Regions from separate parts of the Mus musculus genome. Here region 2 is linked to region 1. The links are chromatin contacts, called in public promoter capture Hi-C maps. All regions are on one chromosome and are shown on one strand. Each heading gives the region's core, a stretch centred on a gene start, on an enhancer-like site or on the middle of the called end of the contact. The rest is flanking DNA. Distances are from core to core; before and after follow the strand shown.

Region 1 (4,157 bases), core at 1,543-4,042:
CATCATTTTTGCTTTTGAAGGGGAGACAGTCCATAGCTCCTCTTTGTCAAAGCAGAGGTCCTCACTTCATCCCCTCAGCCTGACATTCTGGGGTGTAGTAAAGCTGGTCCCCATCCACCATTCTAGTCTCAAACCTAGAAAGGCTCCTTAGGTCTTTGGCCTGCAATCCTGGGGCCCAGGGTCCTTGTTCTAGCTCTGACCCTGCATCACTTCCCCCTCAGGCTTAATTTCTCTTAATTCAGCAGCAAGTCACAGGAACGCCTGTGGGGCTGCCCAGCATGGCTGCTTACAGTTCCAACCCTCTCTTCAAGGTTCTGGCTGTTCTAAGTCAATTTTGCATCCCCCCCCCCCCCGTGCTATCCAGTTCAGGATTGGAACCTCTGGGCACTTGGGACACTATGGGACATGAACATCTGGATCCTGACTCTACTGTTTCCTTTGGGACTCAGTCCATTTGTCTTTTTGTTAAGGCTTTTTTCCCTATAGGGGCTGGATGCTTCCTCACTTCCTCCTAAGGAGAGCTTGCAGGGTCTTCCTGTACGATGCAAGTCTAAAAGCTTTGGTGTAATTTTCTGGTCTACTTCCTCTCTCCTCACCCCCCCCCCTCTCTCTCTCTCTCTCACACACACACACACACACACACACACACACATTGGTACCATACCCCGCATTCTTCCATACAGGCTAGCCCAGTCCCTCCTGCCTTAGCACTTGACAAGGCTGATTTGGATGGGATGGAGGACAGGAAGACCTGTCTTCCTATACATTCTCTCTGTGGTCCATGCTCGACTGTCGGCTGTTGCACACGTGCGTGTCCACATGCTTGCGCACACACTAGACTAGGCAGGTACATACACAGAAAAAGAAGAGAAGGAAAAACACTTCTGTTCCCTCCATGAAAGCCAATTAGGCTCTTTGAGGCAGGTGGGGGGGTTCCCTCAGGCGCCCACTTCCCATCATGCCTTAGCCTCTCCAGAGCTCCCCTAATGTGAGACATTGGAAAAACAAATCTAAGACCTTTGCAGATTAACCCCTGCCTGTCCTCAGGCCAAGCTCCAGGGAGAGCTTCGCTGGGAAACAACAGCTGGGCTCCTTGACCAAACACTAACTCCCAGGGCATGCTTGCTTTATTTTGACAACTGTGCTCCTGCCTAGCATCTGCTGTGCAGTGTCCTGGCACAGAAGGAACAGGGGTAGGGCGTTCAGGTAGATCACCATGCATTGCAAATCTTCTGGCCTCTTTCATGAGACACCTTACCCCAGTCCATCTGTATTATCCTTACAGGAAAGGGAGCCCTGGCTTGGTCCTGGAAGCCCCCACTTAGAAGAATGTTTTAAGACCCTTCCCGTTCCCAGAGTGTTGAGTTCCCAAACTCTGTATGGAGGACAAAGGCAGATTAAATGATGGCGTTATACACTTACTGTTTCCTCTTCTGTTGCTTCTTCTTTGTCCCACATAGCCCCTGGCAACCCATGAGGGGCTATTTGGTCTGCATTAGTCCCACTCCCACTCCCTAGGTGCCTTTGGTGAGAAGTGTGAATCTGAGGTATATCACTGAGTTACGGAGGAGAGGCAGTCCTCTCTCAGACAGCCCTCCTGCCCACAGTGGGACCCCAGGGTCCCCACCAACACAGATGAAAGCCTGGGGTGCCAGAGCTCAGGACTTGCCCTGGGTCTGCCTCTCCTGTCTCTGAGCCTACAATCCACACAGTAAGTCAAATTGCTTAATGGTGCCTGGTTTTCAGCTTCGATCCCAGCCTGCCTCTTATCAGTCAGTGGCCCTAGAAGCAACCTCCAATTCTCAGTCTCATTTTGGTTTAAACTCAGACTTTACTGGGATCGCGGTTTCACTAACAGCCGTGAGTTGAAGAACATCTGTTCGTTCCATTTCTAACTCCTTAACCTCTTAGGGGAGCTGAGAGAGAAAACTCTTCATATAACAGTTCTAGCTGGCAAAAAGTCCTTCTGAGAGCTGATCCTCGTCTTCCCGTCCCAATAAAGACTAACTAGGAATCAGTTGTGCTGCACACCTTCAACCCCAGCTCTTGAGAGGTGGAGGCAGGTGGATCTCTATGTTCAAGGCCGGCTTGGTCTACAGATAGAGTTTTAGGACAGCCAGGGTAACACAGAGAAACCCTGTCTGGAGACACCAAAACCAACCAACCAAAGACTAAGTTAAGTATAGGTGTTCTGGAGGGAGATGGGGGTTAGACGGACGTTGCTGGGGACTCACCCTCTAGTGTGTCCAGGCCAGATCCCAAGGACAGCAGGCTCATAAGCAAGTGTACTCCCCAGGGCCACAGAGCAGGCACTGCCATGACCTCAGCCCTGGTTGTCTTCCAGGTATCCTCCAGGGAGAAAGGAGGATGCAGACCCAGGTTCCAGTGTGAAGTGGCAGGGGTGGGGACGACGACGACACACAAAGGCAAAGGGATTAGAGATCTCAAATAGAGACCGCGGGAGATAGAAAAGAATTTCGGAACAGAGGAAACAAAGCCTGTGACAAGCAGCTAGAGACAGCCTCAGTGTGGTCCAGAGACAGATACTGGGACAGAGATGCAGATAGGAGTGGAGGAGCCTCAGAGAGGCATCCAGAGGGAGGATGATTCAGAACACAAAGATCCAGACAGTCCAGGCAGTCCTGAGGGGAGGCAGAGTGGAAGCCCCCGGTGAGCCCCGGGAGTGCCCCAAGGGGCGGCAGCGGGGTCCCGAGACACCCGCAGCACTCCACCCCGAGACACTCCGCGGACCTCCTGGACATGCAGACTTCCACTCTCGGTCGACCGGCCGCGGCTGGTGGGGCAGAAAGGCAGGGACCTCGCCCAGCTCCCGCCCTTTCCAGAAACGGATTGGTTTACGCCGCCGCCCGCCGACTTCTCTGTTCTCTCCGCCCCTCCCACCAAGTCAAGGGAAAATATTTAGCCTGTCAACTGAGGGAGGTGGGGGACAGATGTGTTGGGGAAATAAGGTTGGGGGCCAAGAACTGAGCTCTGGAACCCCTCTCTCTGTCTCAGTTTCCCTCTCTCCCCCATCCCCACCCCCCCAACCCGCTCGCTGCAGATCTGGAGGGAGCGGCTGGGCTCCCTGGCTTGATTTGCAGGGGAGTTCTGGAGTCCAACAGGTGTTTTGACATCTGCGGGGTAACTTCCCGCAGCCTGGACAGGTCGGACTCCACTGGTGAAACCTGAAGACCTCACCACTTCGACCTCACCACTTCGCCTCTCACAGCCCTTCCCAGCCTCCCGAGGCTACTTTGAACATACTTCCTTGGCGCGGGGTATGTCCCCGTCAAATCCCTTGGTTTTGGCTCAAATCCCTAGGAGACGAGTCGTTCTTCTCTCTGTGAGATTCCTCCTTCATTTGGTTACTTTTTTTTTTTTTGGTTTTTCGAGACAGGGTTCCTTTGTGTAGCCCTGGCTGTCCTGGAAGTAGACCAGGCTGGCCTCGAACTCAGAAATCTGCCTGCCTCTGCCTCCCATGTGCTGGGATTAAAGGCGTGTGCCACCACTGCCTGGCTCCATTTGGTTACTTTTAAGAACTCAGGATGCTTAGTGGGTCTCTATATATGTACTTATTCGGGGCCACTTGGAGGACAATTCATGATGGGATGATCTCTTAAACGCGACACTTATACGTGCAGTCAAGAAGGCCATTGCGCAAGACTTGCCATTTAGTGGCCTGGATGCTGGGCCTGAGACTTCCCAGGTTCACAAATACCGTGAGCCGATGGTTCCCAGCTCCCACGTCCGAAGAACTAAGAGATCTATTAATTTCTCCGCACAGAAATCGATGCTCTTGTCAGGACGGCGATCGATGCCAAGCTTGGTCTGCCTGGCCATGGCTCGGCTCTGGGGCCCCAGATGGATGGTTAGGATTGGGAACTGACCCTAAGACCAGAGGCACAGCTTAGAAAGGCTCAGAACTGCTCTTCTCCGCCCTCGAAGCCCCAGGCCGAGCGCAAACGCCGGGCGCGAGGGCTTCTAGCGCCACCCTGTGGTCTTTTGAGGACCGAGAGGTCTCCACTTTCCAATCTTCCTCCAATTGTGTTCTAAGGACTCTTCTCTCCCACTATTTTTCTCCCCAGGTTCTGCATCCAGCCATGCTGAGGCCCTCTCCCTTTCCTTACTAGGGTCTGGAGAGCGTTCACCTAACTTAT
Region 2 (4,708 bases), core at 1,347-3,846, 280 kb before region 1:
AGAAATATTTCAAATGACACAATATGAGGAATAAATATGACAACACTTTATACACATATATGAAATTGCTCCTTTTCTCCATTTTGTATACTCCAGGGTCCCCTGTCCAGGGAATGGCCCCACCCACAATTAAAAAGGGTCTACCTAATCAATTAACATGGCCAAGATAATCTCTCACAGGCAAGCTCTTTTTTTTTCTTTTTTCTTTTTTGTAATAGTGAAGGACTGGCTATAGATCCTCTTTGAGTGTCTGGTAGAATTCGTCTGTGAATCCATCTGGCCTTGGATTCTTTATTTAGCTCCTCTTGTCTCTCTAACTTCTGGAGCCATTCTTTCTGATCCTTTAATACAGGCATCTTATAGATTCCCCCTGTAGGGCTGCTTTCCATGTGTGCCAGAGGTGTCCTTGGTTTAGTTACAGGGAGATTGATTGATTGATTGATTTCTTCATTAACTCCAGTGATGAGTTGTTAAATCTCCATGAGTTTGCATATTGACTAGAAATTTTTGGTGTCAATTTCAAGTTTTATTGCATTGTGTTCTGATAGGATATAAGGAGTTATTTCCATCTTCCTGAATATATAAAGACCTGTTTTGTGTCCCAGATATGGTCTACTTTAGAAAAGTTTCCATGCCTGGCTGAGTGGAATGTTCTGTAGATGTCTGTTAAGTCCATTAGATGTATGATGTCAATGAATTGTGTTTCTGTTTATTTTTTGTCCAGATGACACAAGAAGGGTACTGAAATCAGCTATTAATGGATTGAAGATAATTTGTCTTTAAATACAGTAGTAGACTTTTAAAAATGAAATTGGGCACCGCAGAGCTGGGTTTAGAATAGTGACATCTCTTTGGTTAATTGTCCCTTTGGTTAGGATGAAGTGTCCCCCTTATCTCTTTTGACTTGTTTTAGTTTGAGGTGTTTTGTCAGTTATTAGGATATTGATACCTGCTTCTTCCTGGTTCTGTTTGATGGAGTACTTTGTCCACCCTTTTAGCAGTGCCTATCTTTACAGCTAAGATGCATTTCTTGGCAGTAACAGATAGATGGATTTGGGGAGTTTTGTTTGATTATTTTTAAATTTTATTTATTTTATTTATAAGAGTACACTGTAGCTGTCTTCAGACACACCAGAAGAGGGTGTCAGATCTCATTACAGATGGTTGTGAGCTACCATGTGGCTGCAGAGAATTGAACTCAGGACCTCTGGAAGAGGAGTCAGTGCTCTTAACCACTGAGCCATCTCTCTAGCCCCTGGCTTTTGTCAGTCTGTGTCTTTTGAAGAGTTGATTCCACTGGCATTTAAAGTTATCATTGAAATGTATGTGTTAATCGTGACCACGTTGATTGTTGGTGCTGCTTGTATTGTCAGTGATGTGGAAGGAGATTCGAGGACATGGTGGGTGTGGCACTGAAGGGAACTGGATGCTGGTTCAGAATGACAGAGGATCTGGGAGAGAGCCCCTTAGGACCTTGGCTGAGAACACTTTCAGGCCCTCCCACCCCCGCCCCCTATTTTCCTCAAGGAAAGCCTACTGAGTATGGGACCACTCTGTGGCCTACTTGGCCTGGACAGGCTGTGCTAGCACCTCTGAAAGCCAGGCCAGAGCAGAAGCTTCAGCCTGTCTGGAGCTCAGAGATGGCCCTGGGTGCCAGGCCTGCGCAAACGCCTGTGTTGCAACTATGGTCAGTGCATCTACTTCAGGAGTCTGTTTCTGGCAATGGCCCTTCTACTTAAAAAGGCTTTTTCCTAGGCAAATGGGGAAAGGGGCAAATTTCGTTTAGTTGCAGCCACTGGTGGTAGGTTCATGGGTTGGTGAGCTGGTGAGTTAGAGATTCCTGGTGATTGTGGGGCCTCCTGTCCTCTCATTAAACACATCAAACAGAACCTGGAGTTTACAGAGTTTACAGTGCACTCATATACATAAAATAAATAATAATTTAAAAAAAAAAAAGCTTGTAGTCACCCCCTGTAGCAGATGGAGTTCTTTGGTCTGTCATGTCTCTCTCTGAAAGGGAGAGACGGAGCAGGGCTTGGTGGCACAATCTGTGATCCCAGCACTCAGGAAGGAAAGAAGGAAAGAAGATCACCACAAGAACCTACCTTAGAATTAAATTAAATTAAGAAGAGAGGATGGGGGCTCAGTGGTTAAGAGCACTGACTGCTCTTCCAAAGGTCCCGAGTTCAAATCCCAGCAACCACATGGTGGCTTGCAACCATCTGTAATGAGATCTGACACTCTCTTCTGGGGTGTCTGAAGACAGCTACAGTGTACTCACATATAATAAATAAATCTTAAAAAAAAAAAAAAAAGAAGAGAGGATGGGAAAGAACAGATGACTGTCTCATGGTAGTTTGATATATTATTTGAAGGAACTGGAAGGTGTGTCCGCAGGGATGGGGCAGCCAAGCAGGAAGGGAAACAGGTCTTAGGTGACTATGTCTGAGCACCATTAGGGTCCTCCACTAAGATAGGTTACCACAGCTGTCACTCGAAGGATTACCTGGGAGGAAAGGAGAGTGCCAGGTGTCTGGTAACACAGTTCTGCGCTCAAGGCTGCTGGGAAGTAACCTAAGCCAGCAGAACCATTCCAGAAGGCCACTGTGGAGAAAACAGGACAGACAGAGGTAAGAGGTCCTGGAGTGGGGTCCCCAAGACTGTGCAGGGGACAGTCCGGAGCCTCAAGGTGACAGCCTGGAGTGCCTCAAGGTGGGGAGCCTTATGAAGTCGGGATTTTATGTGTTTTCAGAAGCAACTCTTTCTAGTTTTCCCTCCCACCCTCCCTTCCTCCCTCCCACCCTCCCTTCCTCCCTCTCATCCTCTCTCCCTTTTCTCCACCACTAAGCCAAATCCCCAACTCCAGAGAAAATATCTTTGAAAAGCAGAAACCCTTTTGCCCCCTCTCTGTAAAAGAGAAAAAGTGGGGGTTGAGGGGGGGGTCGTTTTTCGGCTTTTTTTTTTTTTTTCAGTTTCCTGGGAAGAGAGGCAGTCCAGGAGAAATGTGCTGATGAGAAGAATCTATCTGAACTTAAGAGTTCTCTGGGGACCAAGGCGGGAACCGACTGGCAGAAAGTAGAGGAGACAATAGGAAGGGCACAGTCAATGCACACAGACGCCTCCTGGACATCAGCCTCTTCCTAACTCAGTGTCTGTTCAGCTTTGAGTGCCCGGGGCTAGTACAGCTCCTGCCACCGCTGGAGGTGGCTGTGCTGAATTCCCGTTGGTTTATAAAGCAGCAGCACGTAGGTCACAAGGCCTTGTGTAAGAGGTGAGGGGAAGCCCTGTGTATCCTGTTTGGGTTTTGTAACCCTGCTGTCCTGGACTCACTATGCAAACCAGACTGGCCTTGAACTCCCAGAGATCTGCCTGTCTTTACATCCTGAGTTGGGATTTTAAAGGTGTGTGACAGCCTTTTGTTTGTCTGTTTTGTTTTGACGGAGATGCTGGCGCTCAGATAAGCTGAGAAGACAGCTCTGAGTACTTTTTGATCTTGCAGAGACCTGAGTTCAGGTCCCAGCACCCACACCGGGCAGCTCGTAACCAAGGATGACCTCAGCTCCATGGGATTCAAAGCCTCTGGTGCACATAACCACATGTGCTCATGTACACACAATTCAAAATAACAAAAATGAGCCCTTTAGATGTTGACTAAAGAGGACCATAATCCCCAGGGAATGACAGATGGGGTGCACAGTTGAGTTCATATAGTGTCACAGAAGTGGACCTTTGAAGATGATTTTAAATTGTGTGTGTGTGTGTGTATATATATATACATATATGTATATATATATATATGTATATAAAACATACATATACATATGTATACACATATACATACATATATATATGTATACATACACATACACACACACACACACATATATATATATGCTTTTCTTATTGCTGGTCTTCCTTTCCCCTGCCCTGAAATAGGGGTTTTCTGTATATCTCTGGTTATCTAGAAGAGCAGGCTGGCCTAGATCTCAGAGGTCTACCTGCCTCTGCCTCCTGAATTCTAGGATTAAAGGTCTGTGCCACCACACCAGGCTTAAGATATTTTATTTTTAAAATGTGTATGTGTATAGGTGTATGTCAGTTCAAGTGCCTGCAGAAGCCACAAGGGTGAGTCACTTCTGTGACTCAAATTTTAAAATTCACTAACCTTTTAAAGAGAGTTTTGTTGTTGTTGTTGCTGTTGTTTTAAGAGTGTGTGTGTGTGTGTGTGTGTGTGTGTGTGTGTGTGTGTGAGTGTGTGTGTTGCCGGGCATGGCAGTGCACGCCTTTGATCCCAGCACTCGGGAGGCAGAGGCAGGTGGATTTCTGAGTTCGAGGCCAGCCTGGTCTACAAAGTGAGTTCCAGGACAGCCAAGACTATACAGAGAAACCCTGTCTTGAAAAACCAAAAAAAAAAAAAGAGAGAGAGAGAGAGAGAGTGTGTGTGTGTGTGTGTGTGTGTGTGTGTGTGTGTGTATGCATGTGTGTGTATGCGTGTGTGTATACCAAAAACTTTGGATTTCCTGGAGTTACAGTTACAGGTAGTTGTGAGCAAGCTGTCTGACCTGGATTCTGGAAACCAAATTCAGGATCTCTGGAAAAAGCAGAGTTAATTAGGCTTAATTACTAAGTCATCTCTCCAGCCCTCTTAAAAAATATTTTTATTTTATGTGTATGGCTGTTTTGCTTGCATGCATGTCCATGCACCGAG

What was found. Promoter capture Hi-C pulls out the DNA fragments that hold promoters and counts their contacts.
Region 2: a promoter capture Hi-C map of stem cell-derived epiblast-like cells shows a contact between it and region 1, with 2.7 times the contacts expected there. The contact joins the promoter of Ttc24 here to the promoter of Insrr in region 1. A contact is called at or near these places in 10 of 39 promoter capture datasets (the 3T3-L1 cell line, cranial neural crest, embryonic stem cells and 5 more), 1 of 15 datasets of contacts at CTCF or cohesin (embryonic stem cells), 7 of 484 Hi-C or Micro-C datasets (B cells, the HPC-7 cell line, cardiomyocytes and 2 more), 3 of 115 datasets of contacts at active chromatin or transcription factors (embryonic stem cells and pancreatic cancer cells) and 1 of 9 other capture datasets (adipose tissue).

The regions. Positions count from the first base shown.
Region 1 is chr3:87,795,586-87,799,742 of GRCm38.p6, reverse strand. It overlaps Insrr (insulin receptor-related receptor), which reads right to left and starts at 2,792. Exons shown (of 22, transcript NM_011832.2): 1 at 2,235-2,792. The coding sequence starts at 2,319.
Region 2 is chr3:88,076,192-88,080,899 of GRCm38.p6, reverse strand. Ttc24 (tetratricopeptide repeat domain 24) reads left to right here and starts at 2,596. Exons shown (of 10, transcript NM_172526.3): 1 at 2,596-2,630.